3 separate regions of the Mus musculus genome follow, and regions 2 and 3 are each linked to region 1. A link is a contact called in public promoter capture Hi-C data. All regions are on one chromosome and are shown on one strand. Each heading gives the region's core, a stretch centred on a gene start, on an enhancer-like site or on the middle of the called end of the contact. The rest is flanking DNA. Distances are from core to core; before and after follow the strand shown.

The links. Promoter capture Hi-C pulls out the DNA fragments that hold promoters and counts their contacts.
Region 2: a contact with region 1 is called in a promoter capture Hi-C map of the HPC-7 cell line. The contact joins the enhancer-like site here to the promoter of Clec4d in region 1. A contact is called at or near these places in 5 of 39 promoter capture datasets (the HPC-7 cell line, embryonic stem cells, hippocampal neurons and 2 more).
Region 3: a promoter capture Hi-C map of neutrophils shows a contact between it and region 1, with 3 times the contacts expected there. The contact joins the promoter of Apobec1 here to the promoter of Clec4d in region 1. A contact is called at or near these places in 1 of 39 promoter capture datasets (neutrophils), 1 of 484 Hi-C or Micro-C datasets (bone marrow-derived macrophages), 2 of 115 datasets of contacts at active chromatin or transcription factors (bone marrow-derived dendritic cells and bone marrow-derived macrophages) and 2 of 9 other capture datasets (bone marrow-derived macrophages and macrophages).

The regions. Positions count from the first base shown.
Region 1 is chr6:123,259,899-123,264,718 of GRCm38.p6, forward strand. Clec4d (C-type lectin domain family 4, member d) reads left to right here and starts at 2,209. Exons shown (of 6, transcript NM_010819.4): 1 at 2,209-2,464. The coding sequence starts at 2,437.
Region 2 is chr6:124,199,372-124,204,191 of GRCm38.p6, forward strand. Vmn2r27 (vomeronasal 2, receptor27) reads right to left here. Exons shown (of 6, transcript NM_001104642.1): 4 at 1,128-1,352. Among named protein-coding and RNA genes, the nearest start is that of Vmn2r27, 30 kb to the right of the region's middle. Within about 2 kb of position 2,965, at least 35 of the 459 cell types and tissues checked have an H3K27ac peak or open chromatin away from gene starts, as enhancers often do. A contact at or near this core is called in the HPC-7 cell line, where this site is marked.
Region 3 is chr6:122,600,233-122,605,052 of GRCm38.p6, forward strand. Apobec1 (apolipoprotein B mRNA editing enzyme, catalytic polypeptide 1) reads right to left here and starts at 2,212. Exons shown (of 8, transcript NM_001134391.1): 1 at 2,025-2,212.

The sequences.
Region 1 (4,820 bases), core at 959-3,458:
AACGTGTTATAAAGTACCAGCATCACATGATCAATTTTAACTCATGAGTGAAACAATTTTGAATTAACTTCAAACATATGTACTTACTTCTTCTATTTACTTGACAGAGAAGCAACCAGCATATCTCATACTGGCTTGCTTGCTATGCCTGCAAATGGTTGAGAAACTTCTACACCACAGTGTTTAACACACAAACCACCACCTTCCCACTGCCATCATGCTCCTCTCCATGAAACCCACAATAAGAGCTTGCTTGAATATGTTCTTCTCACCTAGGCAGACCTGTGCCAATCTGTCAGCAGCTATACCTGCCCCACCTCTAGCACCCTCTGTATCCTTTCCCAGCTCTCTCTAGAAACCTATCTTACCTGGAGCCTGGGACCACTATTTACTCAATAGCTTACCAAATAATGTAGTGATGATACAATCAAATATTTCTTAGATGACTTAGCAGTTTTTGTCTCTTCCACAATGATGTGCTTATGCATGACCGGCTCGTGTTATGTGCGTCACTGATTGCCAATTTCCCAAACCACAAGGCCACAACCCAGAGGGCCACATTGGGGATTTATCTTCTGGAGGAAAGCCTGCATTGTTAACTCTTCTGATGAATGTATTTGACTCCCTTTTGTTGTACATTATGAACCTTCACTATGTGTGGGTGCCTGGCTTTTTCCTCTTCCTGTTATTAGGTGTAATGGCTTACACATGTTGGCCTTTTCTGTTCTGAGTACAGAATGGACTCATCTGCCCACAATCGCTTGCCTTATAATTTCTTGTATCTGTTATTTAATTTTACAAAAACAAAACACTATATAGCTATACTGGAAATATGTATGTAGTCTTCATTTAAGAAAATAATACATATTTTAATGTGCATAATCATAATTATTTGATGAATGAGATCCATTGAAAACGGATGACATCTATAACATTTATTTATGTTTTATGACATATGAATTATTTATTCTCTGAATAATTGTGAATCCATAGTGAGCCTTATACATTCAAATAATAATCAAATATTTCATTGTCATAATGAAATAAATTATTTTTGTTAACTGAAGTTAAATTTGTTTTTGGAGACCTATCAAGATGTCCATTTTGCCTTTTACCATTTGTAAAGATTTCTTAGCTTAGAATCTGATTTTCAGTTTTGTTTCTGATTTTGTTGCTGCTTCCCCCTTGATAAACTTGCTGTCTGTTATCTAGGAAAATTATGGAATTTAGCCAACAGGCCCATCACTTTGCTAATTTTGACACAAGAATAATACACAATAAGAACTCAGATCTTACTTTCTCCAAGCCTCCTATGACGCTAAGGAAAAAAAAAATCAGGAAAGGTGTTATATGCTGTACAATAGACTTTAAGAAACATTTCTAAGCTGCTGGGTATTTATGATAATTGAGTTCAGACACAACAACAGTGCTATAGATGCATGGTATATATTTATTCTCATGAATATATGGGGGCTATATGTGCAAGGTCTCTTTGTGGTGGGATCCCTTCTCTAAGCTTGGAGAAGGCTGCTCTCTTGCTGTGTCCCAGTATTCTAGAAGGGGTTGGGGAAAGGAGAAGGAGTAAGGAGAGGGTAGAGGAGAGAAGGGACTAGGGAGAGGGGAGAGGAGAGAGGAGAGAAGAGAGAAGAAAGAGGAGAGAGATGAGACGAGGGTGAGAGGAGACAGAGTTCTAAGCATGGTAGTTTTATCATAAGGACTCCCCACTTACGAACTTAGCTAACTCTAGTGACCTCCCTGGGTTCCACCTTTAAACACCAACAGAAGTGTTTATGGCTTCAACGAATAAAGTTTGGAGGAACACAAATGTCCATTCTTTAATAATCCTGTAGGTGGAACCAGAGATCACAATAGTGTCTATCATACAACCTTTTCTTCCTTTGCCGTAACAAGCCTACTTTCACTTACCTGAGAAAATGTTGAAATCTAATCAGTGGCTTCACCAACTTCTTCCTCTGTTCTAAAGCAAAGGATTTCATGTCTTTACATGCACCATGTGCACAAAATCTATGTTAAAAGCTTTGTTCATTGTTATTTTGGACATATTTCATTGAGCTAGAGAACTTTCTAAGCCTCATTTTACCTCAAACTACCTTTGAAAACATGACATATGAGTAGCAAAAACACATTGAGAAATCTTACATGACACACTTCTGGAAGTTTTTACTGGCTTTGGGGTTGCTTTCTCAATTTCCTTTTCCTCTTTGCTCCCTGTGTTCTAGTACATTAGAGGAAACTCTGTTTTTAAGATTTATTCTTTTTCACTTGGCTCTCTTGTACTGAACACTTACTGATCTTACCAGAATAAGACAGATGTATTGATGTCCAATCTTAAATGTTTCTGAAGAGATACTTGTGATGGAAATATACACTCTGGGCAAGAAGTAAAAAGCAGACTGGAATCTCTTGACACACATAATGTGGCTGGAAGAATCCCAAATGAAATGTGAGTCTCTCTCTTTATCTGTCTATCTGTCTATCTGTCTGTCTGTCTGTCTATCTATCTATCTATCTATCTATCTATCTATCTATCTATCTATTTATCTACCTATCTATCAATCATTTATCCACCCATCCACTTCCCCCTCCTACTTTCTTTCTCTTCTCCCCTTCCTTTCTTCCCATGGTCCTCCTCTTCCTCCTTGTCTTTCGCCCCTCTTTCTCTTAACTCTTCCTTCTTCAAGATAAAGTTTTGTTACGTAGCACAGGCTGGTCTTGAATTTTCTGTGTAGCCTGGGATTGCCTCAGACTTGACCTCCTTTCTTCCAACTTTTGAGGGCTGAGTCTTTAGTTGATATGTGATCATGCTCAGCCCTTTTCACATTTAACTAGATTAAGTACTCATGACTATAATTTTAAAATGTGAATTGATGGCAGTGTAAAGATTTAAGAAGAGGGGTATTAGAACACAATGAGGATGGCCTTGATGGAGACAAAGGACATGGCTGATTCCTGGTAAGCTGTGTAACAGATGCTAAGACCAAGGAAAGGAGATCCTAAAATCAGATAGAAGCAAGAGGGGAGATAAAGTATATTTTAAAAAGAAATGAGATAAAATGAAAAGGAGAATTAAATACTTTGGAAGATTCCTTTGACAAGAAGAGAGAAAAATAGTACATAGAACATATAGATGTAGGCTCATAGTATGCCAGAGACTCTCCCTGGTTTCCCGATTGATTTAAAGGATGCTACTGGATCTGCACTGTGAGACTGTGAAATAATGCTTTATTATAGTAATTATATTATATTACTTATAAGCAAGCTATTGATACATCTTTTGGATAAGACATGGCCATTGCAGCCATGAACTCCTAGTAGCTATTGTCACCTGCACAAGACTTGGCATAAGATTAAACTAACAAGATCAGTCAACATTCCAGTAGACAGCACTTAGTGGACTGAGTGGATTACAGAGACAAGGCAGCAAAGGAGAGAACGTGAAAAGGGAAGTGGGAACATGTAGGGGATTCCTGGGGATGGGAGGGGGAGGGTGAGATGGGGGTGGAGCTTGAGGATGGTAATGATCAAGATACAGTGCCTAGATGTTTGAAATTACCAAGTAATAAATAAAAGATGTTATAGTAATAAATACATTGGAAAATGTTAAATTATGCTTACAATTTAAATCTTGCTTAATCTCACCAGTCTACTAGAGCTAACTTCACCAGGACCATGCTCTATCAAAAAACCTGGTTGTTTTGTTTTCTTGTTTGTTTGTGTGTGTGTTTGTGTGTGTGTTCTGCTTGCTTGTTTTTGGTTACTATTTTGTGTTGGAGACTGGAAGCAGTGTCTACCACATGCTAGAGAAGTAAGTGCTCCACCCTGAGCTATACACACCCAGCCCTTTCTTTATTTTTAATTTCTTCACAGACTATCACTGTGTATCCTAGGCTAGAATTGAACTCCTTTCATAACCCAGGTAGCTCTTGAATTTGTAATTCTCACCTCGCCTCCTGAGTAGTTGGCATTATATTCCTGTTGCACCAGACCTGGCAGAAAAAACAGTGCAAGAATTAATTTTTTTTATACAAATAAATTCAGTTATTTCTGGGTCATGGAGTTCTAGACTGAAGTTGTTACAGCAAATGTAGTGCATTTACAAATGGATAAATGCTGGGCCAGCAAGGTGGCTCAGTAGGTGAAGGCACCTGCCTCAAGCCTGAGGACCCACACAGTGCAGGGACAGAACAAACTGCCACAGGTTGTCTTCTGACTTCCACACGTGCACCAGGACACACGTGCACACGCACGTGCACACACACACAGACACACACACATGGACACACACACAGACACACACACACAGACACATACACAGACACACACACACACACACACACACACACACACACACACACAGAGGAACATACATAGCTAAGAGTGAATAAATGCTGCTCATTGATGTTTCTCCGGGTTTACTTTTCCTTTCTACACTCAGCAACACAGCCCTCTCTCTCTCTCTTGAGTACTTTATCTCAGCCATGCCCACACTGCACGCTTTCTTTCATTACGCTTTTTGAATAGATATGAAAATCTTGCCACACTATTTTAGTTCATAGTTCCTGGATGGGGCATACTTTCATTTTGTTTGGTGACCACTTAAAATTTCAATAGATTAAATTTGCTGCTTATTGGTTGGACCACCCAGTGCTCCCAGGGCATAGAGCACCAACCAAGGAGTGTACAGGGAAGGGGGGGGGGACGGGGTGGGGATCCAGGGCTCTAGATCCAGATATATATGTAGTATACCATGGCCTTGTCTGACATCAATGAGAGGGGAGGCTCTTGGTGTTGTGGAGGTT
Region 2 (4,820 bases), core at 1,715-4,214, 940 kb after region 1:
TACCCAGCATTACTACATGAAAGTACATCTTCATATTGATTCCACAGGAAATCTACCCAATAGGATAGGTAAACCACCAGGAAATCATTAAGCTATGTAATAGTGAGAAGAAATAGTGAGAGGAAAGAGAATGGTGAGAGGAAAGAGAAGTAATATCTGAGTCAAAGTCTCAGGGGTCTTTGCCTCTCAGGGTGTACCCATTGCAGTTATCCAGAAGATTTTTGGGCTCTCTCCAGAAATCTTGCTTGCTTGCCATAGTCCTTCCTAAATGGATTCGATCAACCCCTTAGAGAAACAGTGCATGAGTTTTGCAGGGAAGGGAGCACAGTGAGTTTTTCTGGGACAGTTGTACAGAGACAGGTTGCAGAAGGAACAAGCTAAACACAGGAAAAGACAGAAACAGTAAGAATATGAAAAGGAGCCAAAAGATTAGAACATATTTCCACAGGTATAATGAGGCCAAGCAGAGGAAATTCAGTCAGAGACTAGAAGTCAGACTGAACCAGTCAACTTGTAGAAGGGTTTAAGCCTGAAGAGCTGAGTTGAACCAGCAAGCCTGAACTCAGAAAGAGATAGAGAGGGTAAGCTTATTCAGCACTAAGTCTCAAAGGCTGTAAACATTCTAGGCCTAGAATAAATTGTAAGGAGTCTAGAAGCATCTAGAAATAGGGTTTGGTTAGCAGATGGAGGAACTAAGCCTCAGAGATGACAATTAACTTCATGAAAATAAAAGTTATATTTATATTTATTATTATTTATATTTAAATCCTCATTTGCAGAGACTGGTTTTGTCCACATGCCTTTATTTATTTACAAAAGGCAGTTCCACTAGAGCCTTGACATGTATGATCCATCCAGAAAACTGACCAAGATGTTGTTTTTTTTTCTTTTTTTTTTATAGGTAGGCCATGAGTATATCTGTTCATTACAAGGATGAAACCATCTGAATAATTATCCCAAAGTAATTCTTACAGTGATTATGCAGGCAAAAAGTTCTGGTATTCACCATTAGAATGGATGAAGTAAGGGCACTCTCAGACTGATGGCACTCAGCAATCCCTTAACCCTGTTCTCTGAGGAATTCCACTCTGAGAGCAGCACACAGTGATGACTTCAAGAATACTCACCATATTGTGGTATTCACCCCACCTTATAAGTTCTTCATTTAGGGACAAATGCTGAACTCTGTGAGGTTCGAAGACAAATTCACCAACCTTCACATGACCTTCAGTACCGCTCTGCAGAGACTGGTAATTAAAGATGTCAAGTTTGGTTGCTGAACCCTCCTTGTTCACAATGTTCTCCTCATTGGAGAGTCTCACGAACTGGCCATTTTGTAAGAATGGATGGAGCTAAAAGAGAAAATAGTGATCAGAGCTTGCACTGTAAGCACTGAGAAGCACATAAACCTGGCTACTTTAACTGCCCTCTCTTTCTACGAATGTATGTTCCTGTGACTTTCATCAGTGTTCAGTTTATCAAACATTTATCACAGGGCTAATACATGGTAGCAGTAGTGCTCTATGCACACAGTAGCATAGTCATATACTATTTACCAACACTGTCACCACTATTCAAATTTGAAAACTGAACATTTTTCAGTCACTTGGTAATGGAAGGAGGACTCTGTCCACCAGATTCTAATTTTTTATTTTTTGAAAAATAAGAACAATTTGAATGAGGTATGTTAAACTTTTTGCATACTTGTTTTTCAGGGAAAACTGCAATTTTTCACAACTATAAATTATTTAAGAGAGTTCTACTAAAATGAAAATTTCAAATTTTAAAATGTGATTGTTGTAAATAAGGCAGAATGGGAAAGCAGAACACATGTGCTATAGAAATGCATAGAGTCATGTCATAGAGAGCTGCAAAGACGGATGAGAGTCAGAGAGAATAGAATGCGGTAAGTTAACCAAACCTGAAGATGTATGAAGTCACACATAAAGCAAAACTTTGAGCTAGTTACAAAGTAAAACCTAATTTAAAAAGAATTTAAACAGAATTATTACAGTTTATTATCTATTAAAATCCCTGTGGCAGTTAGGAAGATCCCCAAAAGACCCCAAGAGTATGCAGGTTGTGATCATTGCCCTTGGTTATACTAAAAAGCAGATAGTAAGACCCTATTCCTTAAGACACAGCACACCTTTGCTGCAGGACACAGAAGGGAGGCTGGAACTAAGGTGAAAACTTTCTCCCTACTGTCTGTTCTCCTTGTCTGTATTTCTGACCTATTTCTCACTGGCAGGAGCTGAACTGGGGAAGAAAAGTCAGCAGAGGCCTTTCCCAATTGTGGACCATGCACTCTATAATACCAACTTCCCAGACACAATTTGCATACTGGAGAAATACTGACACAACTATTACAAAGATAAGCAACTGCTAAGTGATTGTATTTGAGGACTTCTTTACAAGAGGGACTCACATGTGTTAGTGAAAACTTATTCAACATCCATGTCTGGGGAGATCAGTGGTCCTATGGCAGAGCCAACTTCTTCTGTTTGGCCCAGAAGACACATTATGGAATTGCATCCTGCATATTTACACAAATAGAATACTGCCATTGTCAGATTATATCTAAGAATCTTCTCTTTGCCCAGAATATTACTGTTTGGAAAAAATTAGTATTGAGTGCTAATATTTAAATGTGACAGCCATGTGACTTTTCCCAAAGCACAGGAAACATTGTGAAAGAGGGGATGGAGAGAATGCAAGAGCCAGATGCTGGGTAGGAGATCCATGAAATGTTATCTGTTAGGTGTGAAATGGTAATGGCACTCATGAGCTTGTGGGGGCTAAGTTTGCCTGTATAAGACCAGCAAAAGATTGAGGCCATAAAAATATTTAACCAAAGATGAGGTTGGTGGCTTTTGGGGCCGAGCCACTCACGTGAGCAATGTTAGAAACCAAGTGATTCTAAAGGAGAGGAAATCATTGTCATCAGCCACCCCTTTTCACTTCCCTATTTCACCACCCCTTTTGACTTCCTTCTGCATCAGTAGATAGCTGCATGCTCATGCCCACATGGAAGGCCTTTGGGTCATAAATGCAGCGGGTCATGAAAAAAAAATATGTCCATATATGATAGAGACATAGCGAGAGACTGAGGGATCTGTGAGGATGGAGAGAAAGAAGGGATAGAGGAAGTATGAATGAACAGATGATATTATGTTATTGTAAGCTTATATGTAGCTGTCAAAGAATGCATAATTTTAATAGGGTATATAGGATGGATATTAAAAACAACTAAATCTAACCTCATAATTTAAAATAAAAAAAGCAAATAAACAAATTCTCTGAAAAATAAATGTGAAAAACACCTTTTCCTTAGAGAGGACTATGATTAACACATAAGATTGAATCAGCAAAATTGTCCTCTTAAAGTGAAGGGCAAATAGATGTGACCTGAGATAAAAATACAAAGTAATAATATTTTGATCATGTTCCAGCCTTGTAGTAATGTTAAAGGAAACTTTCAGAGAAATGGAAAATTGTATAAGCTAGAAAATTAAACTGATATAAAGAAAAGAGCAGTAAAGCAGAATGCCATAGTAAAATAGAGCTTTGTATTTTCTTTGTTTATGTAGTAGACTATAATCTGATCAAAACCACAAAGTGGAAATAATACCACATAGCTACATCTTTATATAAATGAAATGCTTGACAGCACAGTTACAACAAATAGGAAAGAGAAAGCAAAAAGGTTGTCGAATGACCCAGCATTGCTGACAAGCAATAATTTTAAGTGTGTCTTGAACATATTAGAAAACCACCAGAATTTTTAATCTATAACTGATATTACATAAGAAAAACTACAATAAAAAATATTCAATTAAATCTAAAGAAGTCAAAAGAATTTTTTTAAAAATTAAAAAAATCAGATAAAGAAAAGATAACAAAGATCAACTGCCCACAAATAGAAAATCCCCACATGATATTCATATTAAAAGATTAATAATCAATTCAAGGTGAGTTCTCTCAATGCATGAATTTGAAACAGAAATGCGTTGGAATAAAACACAATACTCAACCTGACAACAAAAAGCTGCCAATACTTCACTGTGTGCTAGTTAACATGAAATCAACAGGGTTAGTAAGTGTCCCTTTGCTATAGAGGAAGTGTAAGCTTACCACTGCTAGAATACATGGTCCTTAATTCATGCATATTGTGTAGACCTAAGTTGACTCACTGGGCTTAACAAAACAGAGCACATGTAGCTGGGAAGATAGGTGATATGGATGAGGGAGAAAGTGTATGAGAGGAAGCAAGAAGTGGATTAGATAGAAACACATTGTGTGCAAGAAGAAAATACTCAAACAATTGAAAGGAGGAAGAAAGAGACAACAGTGGATTAACAAGGCATGCAGGAGTATACTGTGTTAATACTAATCAAAAGAAAGTTGGACATAGTGTATTAAAGAGAGACAAAGTAGACTTCAGAACAACAAACTTTCAAGAAGTTAAAAAGGACATGAGAACTATAATTACGTTAATTTAAAAAAAAAAAACAAAAGCCCTTCCTGACGGCCCACTGCAGCACCATGGTCCCTGGCCCGGGGGAGTCTCCGGACACCCACAAAGACCCACACAGGATCCGCCACGGGATCCTAAGACCTCTGGTGAGTGGAACACAACTTCTACCAGGAGGCAGGTTCAAACACCAGATATCTGGGCACCATCCCTGCAAGAGGAGAGCTTGCATGCAGAGAGTACTCTGACCACTGAAACTAAGGATAGATCTAGTCTCCCAGGTCTACTGATAGAGGCTAACATAATCACCTGAGGAACAAGCTCTAACCAGAGACAACTATAACAA
Region 3 (4,820 bases), core at 962-3,461, 660 kb before region 1:
ACTGACCAATCAGGTACAACAGCAGAGACTCAGGGGATGACTGAATCTGCATTTTAATAAGTATTTAAGCAGATGGCAAGACTGTATTGTATGCAGACCACTACTGGTCGATCAGGGCCCCAGAACAAACTCCGCCAGAGCTGAACTGCAACCCTGAGCCAGAATGTTGCAGGTTTTAAGTCTCTGCCAAGTCATCCCACCAATCAGGATTTAGGGATAGAGGACTTCTCCCTATTCCACCAGTCGGATTTAGGGAAAGAGAATATGTCTTTGTGGCACACTTATCCGATTCTCATTAGTTGGCTATTCAAGTAGATAGGGAGACTTGCCCGAATTCATGTCTCAACTAGCCAACCAGGATGCCAGCCACCCACATACATCTCTCTTTCTGCCAACCAGGATGCCAGTCTCCGAGGGAAGTCTTGGGAGCTTAAACTTTACTTGACCCCTATTCAAAATGGAAGTTTTACTCAAAATGGCTTCAGGTTGGCTCCTTCTTATATTCCTTCTCCTAGTGTTTGTATATCACTCAAGTCCTTGATTATCTGTTTCAGGGTGTAAAGGATTGTATTGGGTTCTTAGGACCACGAGCTTAACTGAGTTGGGAATCAAGGCCCGATGAGGAGCAGGTAGTAAATATGGCAGTCAGCAAAGGGGCCCAATCAAAGAGGTTCTGGATCCAGTTTCCAGCCTGTCTCCCTTGCCCCTCCCTGTCCAATAGGCTTCCACTTCTGGACCACAGTCCAGGGGGAGTCCTTTGTTCCTATGTCCATTGTCTTGAGACCCCGGGGGTCATTACTAGTATCTGAGAGTCTCTGTCATAGTAAGTTTAAATACCTTAAATGCCATATTCAGCAGCTCTCTGATAGTATCTCTCAAGTGTATCTGAGTTAAATATCTATTTTTAGTTATTTGCTTTAAGTTGTTTCTTTTTTTTTTTAAAGATTCATTTATATGAGTACACTGTCGCTGTCTTCGGACACACCAGAAGAGGACATCAGATCCCATTACAGATGGTTGTGAGCCACCACCATGTGGTTGCTGGGAACTGAACTCAGGACCTCTGGAAGAGCAGTCAGTGATCTTAACCGATGAGCCATCTCTCCAGCCCTATTTGTTTTAAGTTATATCTTGAAACATAATTTTAAGCCAGTGATTCTCAATTTTTTTTTAATGCTATAATACTTTAGTATCCGAGTTCTTCACCAGACTGACTATGGTCATTGTTTTATTGCCTCATAAGACAGGAATTTTTCAGTCTCTGGTGTTAAGCTGTGACCCTAATTTTTAGTCTTTTATTTATGCATTAATAAAGATAACATACTAATAAAGACATTACAATAAAATATCTGATAAAATTTAAAATGTTTCATAGATTTATAAATGAAAACATTTTTTAAAAGCTGTTTTTAAAATGTCCAGTTTTGATTTTTTGTAAAATTCCAAAATTTTCGTTAAAGTAGTTTAAAATCTCTCAATTGTGTGTTTTTTGAAAAACAAAGTACCTTTTTAAAGAATGAAGACATGGAGCACAAACCGTAATTCTTAGAAGACAAAACCAAATTTTAACAGTATAAGCAACTTAGTGTTTTATTATAAAGGGGTTAGTTATTATAAGTTATTATAAGTGGGTTATTTTTATGTTACAAAGTTTAGTTGACAGCAAGAAAAGTTCTTGTATAAGAACGCATGGAGATACAGCTTAAATACCTCCTAGTTTTTTCTATAAACTTGGTTTTTAAGACAGATCAGAAATTATATAAAAATCTTATTCCAATTTAAAAGTATCTTTGGAGACCCGTTTCCTTGGCTGGTCCATCCCATGTGTTGGACAATGGCTCCAACCCTGAGTTACTGGTTTTAAGTTAACTTTTTGGTACAGATACTAAAAATTTTTAACCATATCCAACGACTTATGAGCCAATGATCTATAACCAATACATACAGAACACAGAACAGTCAGAAGCAAACACGCACTGGCCACATACATTTATACATTCAAAAACAGACAAAACTTCCCTTACTTCTTCCTGATCTGATTTCAAGGGAGGAGCGCCTTGCTGTTGCTGCCTGCAGAATCCAACGCTCATGGGCACCGTGGTTCTGTAGCGGGAGTAGGCACCGGCTTCCTGACCACAGAAAGCTTAAGAGCTGCTGGTTTCGCTTTTAGAGAAACTCGAACAGCTAGATCAGGCGGCAGGGGTTTGCATCAGGCGAGCAGGAGGCGGGGCTTTACCAGCAGTGCAGGACTCTCAGCTGCAGGCACAGTGCCAGTTTATCAGTTTTTGTTGTTATTATTATTGTTGTTGTTGTCCCGATTCGGCCGCTTCCCCCCACACCCCCCCCCGAAAATCCTTGAGATGGGTAAATACTAAGAGGTGAACAACCAGCAGATGAACTTTGGCCCGTTTTTCCAGATATAAAACACAGAGCAACATTCAAACTAAATGAAACCACAGACACAGACTGACAGACATGGGCAATCCAGCATGCCCAGAACCAGAAGCAAATGTTCCCTCAGTGGAAACCAGTGAAAAGCGGGCCGTCTCCTGTCCTCCTCTGACCCTCGGAGCAGTGCTGCGTCCACTTTCTCCTTTCTTGGGTCCTAGAGAGGCTCCACCAGAAAGCAGAATACAGGCTCACCTCCGGGAGTCCAGATGACTGAAAAACAGTCCGAGGTGCTGCTAATTCAGCTTAAGGGCTCAAGTAGGTTAGCGTTTGGTATCCAAATGTTAGGGTGTAAAAATCTAAAAATAAATAAATAAATAAGTCTGCCAAGTTATCCCACAAATTAGGATCTAGGGATAGAAGTCTTCCCTAGGAACTTGTCTTTGTGGTACATTCATCCTGTTCCTACTGTTTGGTTTATTCGACTGTGGTGGGAGACTTGCCTAGCAATCATGTCTCAACTTGCCAGACAGGATGTCAGTTCAACACTGAGGTCTTGGGAACTTAAACTTATTTGACCTCTGTTCAAAATGAAAGTTTTATTCAAAATGGCTTCAGTCTGGTCCCTTCTCTTTCTTTCTTTCTTTCTTTCTTTCTTTCTTTCTTTCTTTCTTTCTTTCTTTCTTTCTTTCTTTCTTTCTTCCTTCCTTCCTTCCTTCCTTTCTTTTTTTCTTCCTTCCTTCCTTCCTTCCTTTCTTTTTTTCTTTCTTTCTCCCCCCCCACCCCGCCAGACAGGGTTTCTCTGTAGCCCTGGCTGTCCTGGAACTCACTCTATAGACCAGGCTGGCTCAAACTCAGAAATCCACCTGCCTCTGCCTCCTGAGTGCTGGGATTAAAGGTGTGGGCCACCACACCAATATCCTTTCAACAAGGTTTTTACTATTTTTCTCTTCTTTTCTTCTTTTTTTCTCCTACTTTTTGAGACAAGATTTCTTTATGTGGCTCTGGCTGTCTATAACTCTCTATATAGACCACGCTAGCCTCAACTCAGAGTTCCACCTGCCTCTGCCTCCTGAGTGCTGGGATTAAAGGTGTGGGCCACCCCACCAATATCCTTTCAACAAGGTTTTTACTATTTTTCTCTCCTCTTCTTTTCTTTTCTTTTCTTCTTCTTTTCTCCTACTTTTTGAGACAAGATTTCTTTATGTGGCTCTGGCTGTCTATAACTCTCTATATAGACCACGCTAGCCTCAACTCAGAGTTCCACCTACCTCTGTCTCCCAAGTGCTGGGATTACAGATGTATAAAAAGAATGATTTTTGAACTAGGCGATAGTGGTGCACGCCTTTAATCCCAGCACATGGGAGGCAGAAGCAGGCGGATCTCTGAGTTCAAGACCAGCATAGCCTACTGAGAGAATTCCAGGATGGCCAGGACTACACAGAAACCCTGTCTCACATAAACAAAAAGTCCAGATGTGTGTGTGTGTGTGTGTGTGTGTGTGTGTGTGTGTGTGTACAGAAGAGAGTGTAGGACCCCTCAGAACCAAAGTGAGAGGTGTTTGCAGAACACCAGGCTTGTTACATAGTTGCTGGGTTCTGAACTCCAGTGCACAAAATTTAGCCACAGTCACCTCTTACCTGCTGAGCCTTCTCTCCAGCCTCCCTTTTAATAACTTTTATAGAAAGGTCCTGCTTTGCTTTACTATTGCTGTGTCAAACAAACAAACACAGCCTGGAGAAGAAAGGACTTCTTTCATCTTACACCCCAGAGAACAATTCATCACTGAGAGAAGTCAGAGCAGAAACTTAAAAGAGGAACAGGAAGCAGAAACTGAAGGGGAGAGACCATGGAGAAATGCTGAATACTGGCTTTTCCCTCATGGTTTGCTCAACCTGCTTTTCTTTCTTCTTTTCTTCCTTATTTTATTTATTTATTTATTTTATTTTTAGGTGTGTGTGTGTGTGTGTGTGTGAGATTTACTGGCACTAGAGTACATGGGAGCTGGGAACTGAACTCTGGTTTTCTGCAAGAGCAGCGCATGCTCTTAACTACTGAGCCATCTCTCTAGCCTCTCAGCTTTCTTCTTATACACCCCAGGTCCACCTGCTCAGGGGTAGCACTGCCCAGAGTGGGCTGGGCCCTCTCACATCAATCAACCATCAATAAGATGTCCTCAGACATAACCCGAATGCCGGTCTGATCAAGGCAATTCCCCATTGAGTCTCCCTGAGATAATAACTCTGGGCTGTGCCAAGCTGTCAGCTCTAGCTAATTAGAAGAAGAAAGAATTGGGCTGGAAAGACAGCTCAGTGGTTAAGAGCAATGGCTGCTCTCCCAGGGTCAGGTTCCAGCATCCACCTGGCAGCTCACAACTGTCTATAACTCCTGTTCCAAGGGATTTGACACCCTGTACAGACATATATACAGTC